Regions from separate parts of the Mus musculus genome. Here region 2 is linked to region 1. Evidence: chromatin contacts called from public Hi-C data. All regions are on one chromosome and are shown on one strand. Each heading gives the region's core, a stretch centred on a gene start, on an enhancer-like site or on the middle of the called end of the contact. The rest is flanking DNA. Distances are from core to core; before and after follow the strand shown.

What was found. A called contact is a pair of places that touch in the nucleus more often than the background predicts.
Region 2: a contact with region 1 is called in a Hi-C map of 3T3-L1-derived adipocytes, with 2.8 times the contacts expected there. The contact joins two enhancer-like sites. A contact is called at or near these places in 1 of 15 datasets of contacts at CTCF or cohesin (the NIH/3T3 cell line), 1 of 484 Hi-C or Micro-C datasets (3T3-L1-derived adipocytes) and 4 of 115 datasets of contacts at active chromatin or transcription factors (embryonic stem cells, fibro-adipogenic progenitors and stem cell-derived neural progenitor cells).

What each region holds. Positions count from the first base shown.
Region 1 is chr3:41,194,109-41,196,834 of GRCm38.p6, reverse strand. No RefSeq gene overlaps it. Among named protein-coding and RNA genes, the nearest start is that of Gm40038, 22 kb to the right of the region's middle. Within about 2 kb of position 1,339, at least 162 of the 459 cell types and tissues checked have an H3K27ac peak or open chromatin away from gene starts, as enhancers often do. A contact at or near this core is called in 3T3-L1-derived adipocytes, where this site is marked.
Region 2 is chr3:41,508,389-41,511,123 of GRCm38.p6, reverse strand. All of the region lies in intron 4 of 2400006E01Rik (RIKEN cDNA 2400006E01 gene), which reads left to right. Among named protein-coding and RNA genes, the nearest start is that of Platr4, 17 kb to the right of the region's middle. Within about 2 kb of position 1,408, at least 63 of the 459 cell types and tissues checked have an H3K27ac peak or open chromatin away from gene starts, as enhancers often do. A contact at or near this core is called in 3T3-L1-derived adipocytes, where this site is marked.

The DNA of each region.
Region 1 (2,726 bases), core at 90-2,589:
ACAGCCCAGACTTGCTCCCAGACCCCCAGCAGCAAAGGAAGCCTTGATCCTGACAGTGAAAATGGAGGTTGGGTGAGTGATATTTGAACTGAAAAAAGGCAGACTTGAGTAATTATCCAGTGTCACAAGACAGGGGTCACAGGTGGAACTATCAAGGGCAGGGATGAAGACTTGCCTGTGACAACCTCCTAACAGAGGCTCTCTATTTGAACCATCTAGCTGGAACTCAGGCTCCTCTCCTCCGCCACAGAACATCTGGCTGGATCCTCTACTTGCTTTGCAGTTTGTCTATGTCCCTCAATGTCCCCACAGGGTTTAAAGCTATTTGCTTGAACCTAGCCCTGAAATGGATTCAACTCAGCTGGCAGCATCTCTGAGCCACAATAACAGCTTGGGTCTTGCACCTTGAATTTTCACCCATATTTCTTGCTGATAGCTCCATTATGGAAGGCAACAAGAAAGGAATGGGCAACTTCTGCTTGGCCTTAAGCTCCAAGTTATCTTTGTGAACAAACATCTGGCCTCTTATCCCTACAATGGGGCAAAAGGGATTTCCTCATGTCACAGCTGTAATGTAATACATTATAAAGTATAGTGTATAATATATACAATAGTTAAAATATATACAGTATACATTGTAATGCATAATGTACATATAATGTAGCTTATAAATGAGGCACTGGATGCAAGCAGAGAGCTTTTCACATGGTTAGTGCCCAGGAGATTTTCACAGTGTATGGATCTTCCCAACCTTAGCCAGTCATGGGCCTGGAACTGCCATACCACAGTAGTTCTCAGTCAGAGGTGATTTTCCTAGTTACGTTGGTGGGGTAGGGGATTCCCATGCTCTAATGGGCAAGAGGTCAGGCATGCTGTTGGCTTCCTGTGATGTACAACACAGCCCCTTACGAGAAAAGGATCATCTAGCCTGAAACATCAGCAGTGCCAAGACTCAGAGACTGAGCCTGGTCCTAGCTGCCCACCTGGATCCCTTCAGCTCTTGTGCTACTGTGCCCTGTGAGCTATGGTGACTGTGGTTGGTCTCTAAGCCTGAGCCCTCTCAAGACTAGCCTATGCATTGACTCCTGAGATTCCCAGAGCTCAACTGTTGGATTCTTTGAGAAATGGCCAACAGGTTTCATTGCTTTGACCTGAGCTCCTCCCAGCAGGAGACAGGTAGAACAGCCAAGCTTTCTCACTGACCAGGAACAGGCAAGAAACCAGTTCCTGCAGGGACCTGGCTGAGAGCCACATGGAAGCAGGCACAGCCTGAAGCATTCCACCCAAACTGGCTCCACACCAGACCCAGCCAGTGAGTCACCACCACATGCCGCAGCCTCTCCCCCATGACCTTTCTTTATCCCTTCATTAGCTGTAAATCTTTAGGAGTAAAACAGCAGAGAACAGACCGGGAAGGGCCTGGCAGACTAACACCCCAGGCAAATGCCCAAATCAAAATTCAGAGTTAAAAACCCCAGGCTCTGAATGAATGCCAGTAATGGCAAGCTAGGCTCTTCAGAGCCATCTCTGTAAACCGGAGATGTGGACAAATGGAGCCTGTCTCTCTGCACAGTTTAAATCGTGTGGCAACCCTGGAGCATCCTTCAGGAGAAGGAACAGATGTGTTTAGCAATACCCAGATGGTAGGGAGCAAATTGAGGGACCTCTGTAACGCTGGCCAGTAACTCATGCTTACACCAAACCGCACAGTACCCTGAAAGAAACCACCCTCTCACCAGCTCCTCTTGCATCAAATGGAATAATGAAGTCTCCCCACACAGTGACAGAGAAACAATAACACAGGCTAGTAGGCCATATTTCCGCACAAAAGAAAGCAAAAGTGGTTTTCTCCTTTGTGTTTTTTCTCTGCCTTTTGTGGGAAAGGCCAGTGAGAAGGGCAGCTGCCTTCCCCAGGGATTTCTTTCTACCCAGCGTGTCCTCCCCTGAGCTGTCCTTCTCCACATGGAGTCTTCAAAGCAGAGACTTTGGAAGCGGCCACAGAGCTTGAAGATTCTAGGGCTATCCCAGGAACCCACTGACTCTCCCTTTCTGTGGATGAGGCTTTAGAAAGGCCTTGTAAACACACCTTTCCCTTCAGTTTGACACCGCCAAAGTCTGAGAACCTTCCAAGTGAACAAACCCCAGAGTGGCCCAGGGGCCGCCTGTTCCTAAAAGAAAGACCAACTCTTTGGCCTGCTGTTTTCGCCTCTCCACAATGTCACCCCCCCCATCATTTGCAGGTGGAGCTCCTGGACAAGATAGGACAGATCTGATGACTCATCTGAATGAGGCTGTTCCACCCCCACACTTCTGCTGACAGCCACATGTTGCCATTTGTCCTTCTGGGTTTGGCAATTCCTGGCAACATTGTTAAAGTGAAAGGGGCTGGGTGTTTTTCCTCCTCGGTGGCCGCCTTCTGCCCTGTGTGAGATCCCATCTTCCTGCCTGGCTACCATGGAACAAATCAGGAATAAGCAGCCCTAGCTGTAAATTGATCCACCTCTCCCGTGATCACTTTCAACAGTTGTTTGGAATTTTCAGTGTGTTCTCCAAGTGGTTCACACGTGCTTTAAATAGTCTTGTGAGAAACCAGTTCCATAGATGAGCCACCAAGGTGACCTTCAAATAATAGCATTGATACATGCCAGGTCTCTCCTCCAAACCCAAAGCTTGAGCAGCTGGCCTGCACTGCCTGCTTCTGTCTCTGAAACACCAACGTTCTTTTA
Region 2 (2,735 bases), core at 159-2,658, 310 kb before region 1:
ATTAAATAGTGTGGAAGTCGACTTGCAATATTTGAGATATTAATTACCGTCTTCCCCTTTCCCTCTTTTCCTCCCTCCTCCCCACCCCACCCCCTTTCTTCTGCTCCTGCTTTAGAAGCGTTCTGGCTCTGCAGTCCTCAGAGCCTGCCTTGGATATCAGTTCCCCAGGGAAAAAGTGAGCTCCAACTGTCCCTAAGCAAGGTTTCAGCGGGTAACATGGGTCACTTCCTGTCTCGTTCTACTTCTTGCTCTGATTTCCGTCTTCTCCTCTTTAACCAGATCCTCCTTAGACAATAACAGAATCTAGTTGGGAAGGAAGGGGCAAGTGGTCCCGCAAAGCCCTGACAGCTTTTTCCTAGCAGGATGCTGAAAGATCCTAGTAACAGCTCCTTGAAGCTAAAGAGAGATATGAACCTCACCCAGTAAAACAGTTAACCGGTGTGTGTGTGTGTGTGTGTGTGTGTGTGTGTGTGTGTTGGGGTTGGGTTTGGGGGGGTGGTGACACAGTGCGATCTCACTCTGAAAGCTTCTTGCTCTCCTCTCAATAAGGTTGCGTACTCCAGAGGTCAGAACCAAGAAGAAGCCACCTAGCCTCAGAGGCTCAGAGGACATGAAAAGACTGAGATCCAGAGGGAAATGGGAGAGAGGCTGTTTTTCTTAAGAACGAGATTTGACAAAAAGGTAGGAGGAAGAGGCATGGAGATGAGAAAGGAGCGAGCTCCGTATCCAGGGAGAAGCGTGGGAGTTAATGTTACGCTTAGAGGGTGGTAGTTAGCAGGGTTATGCTTTGAAAAAAAAGAGAGAGAAATAAAGAGCAGGGATCTGGGGAGGCAGCTGGGGCTCAGCAAAGTGCTCACAAGCCGGGGGACCTAAGTTCGATCCCCAGAGCCCATATAATGAAAAGCAGGATGTGGTGGCATCGCACTTGTTAGCCAAGCAACTGGGGAGGCAGACAGGCAGTCCCTGGGGGTTGCTGGACAGCCAGCCAGCCCTAGCCTAAGTGGTGAGTTCCAGACCAGGGAGAGGCCTTGTCTCAAAAAACAGGGTGGGTACTCCTGAGGACACTGGAGGTTGTCTTATGTTTTCCACATCCGTGAGCGTGCACTCTCGCATACACACACACACACACACGCACACACACACTCACAAAGGGAAAGGAAAAATATCAGAAAACAAATGAGACAACTAAAAACTTAAAATTCACAAAGCTGAGAGGTGGGGGGAAAGGAAGCTTTTCTTTCTCTGTGATTCCTCCCCCTTCTGAAACAGTGACAAGCCAGGGCCATCTTGCTGGCATTTCTTCTCTGCCCTGTTCCCACCTTTTCTGACACATATTTCCATTCAACTAGGCTACAAGTCACCCTTATAGGCCTTGCCAAATAGTATTTCGCAAGTTTGTGAAAGACTGGTTTCTCCTGGACTGGAGTCCCCAGGCTGCCCTGTAGGCTATAGAGCATTCCTCTGTCCCCACACAGCCATGGCAACAGTGGGCAAGTTACAACTCAACTCCCAGGTTGGAGTTAAGGACTCAGGTTACTTCCTCCTGTGGCCCAGTTGGCCCCGCTTTCTTCTGTGGCAGCAAACTAAACTGCTAACCTAGCCAGCTGTCAAAGCTGCCCAGTCAAAAGATGTCCCAACTCCCAATATAACTCCAGCTCCTTAGGAGGCACACCTCAAGCATGACAGACTCCCCAGCCTCTCAGGGGCGAGTCAAGGTCATCCTTGGCCACCAAAGGCTCTTAGTGGAGGCTACATTTCAGTAGTCTGCACAAACTTGCTGAGTTCAGAAAGCTTTCACATACAGATGACAGTTCGTCTCTTTCCCTCATTGCTCTCACTAGACTCCTGCTATGTTCTGTTTCTCCCGAGCCTTCTGTGTTCTCTCTCCTTTTGATTTGGAGCTGATATTTCCTTTCTCATGGTGGCTTTTATGTATTAAAACGATTATGGAATTTAAAAAACATGTACAAGTGTCATAAAAGTGTAAATTTCCCAATGAGTCTGAGTTGAGTTTTTTTCCTTTTCTATATCTCTGTTTATAATGCTTGGTTTTTTGAAGAAATCTTAGACAGTGTGTTGCTTTACTGGTACGTGGTTCAGTGTTATGTTGAAAGGATAAGGCCTCCTCTTAAAAGACATAATTACCATAACCTCTTACCTAAAAAATTAGTCTCCTGCTTTCCTCTGTGCTGGAGATGAAATTCAGGGCCTTACATATGCTGGGTATGTGCCTGCCACTGACCTAGAGCCCCAGTGCAGAATGAAATTGCTTTAAGACTGTTCTTTTACTTGTTTCATTTTATTATGCGTTTTTTGTGAATATTATGTATGTGTGAGTGCATGTGCCATGGTGTGTATGTGAGTATGTGTGCCATGTTGTGTGTGGGTGTGTGTCATGGTGTGTGTGTGGGTGCATGTGCCAGAGTGTGTGTTTGAATGTGTGTGTGTGTGTGTGTGTGTGTGTATGTGTGCCATATTGTGTATGTGGTACATGTGCTATGGTGTGTGTGTGATGCATATGCCATGGTGTGTGTGTGTGGGTGTGTGCAGTGGTGTGTGTGTGGAGGGGAGAGGACCACTTTATGGAATCAGCTCTTCTCTTCCACTTTCACACGGATCCCAGGGATCAAACTCAGGTTGTCACGCATGTATCACTGGGCAGCAACTGCTGATATCCACAGAATCATCTCACTGGCCCACTATTTAATTTCTCCATACCTTCAGACATGTGTCTA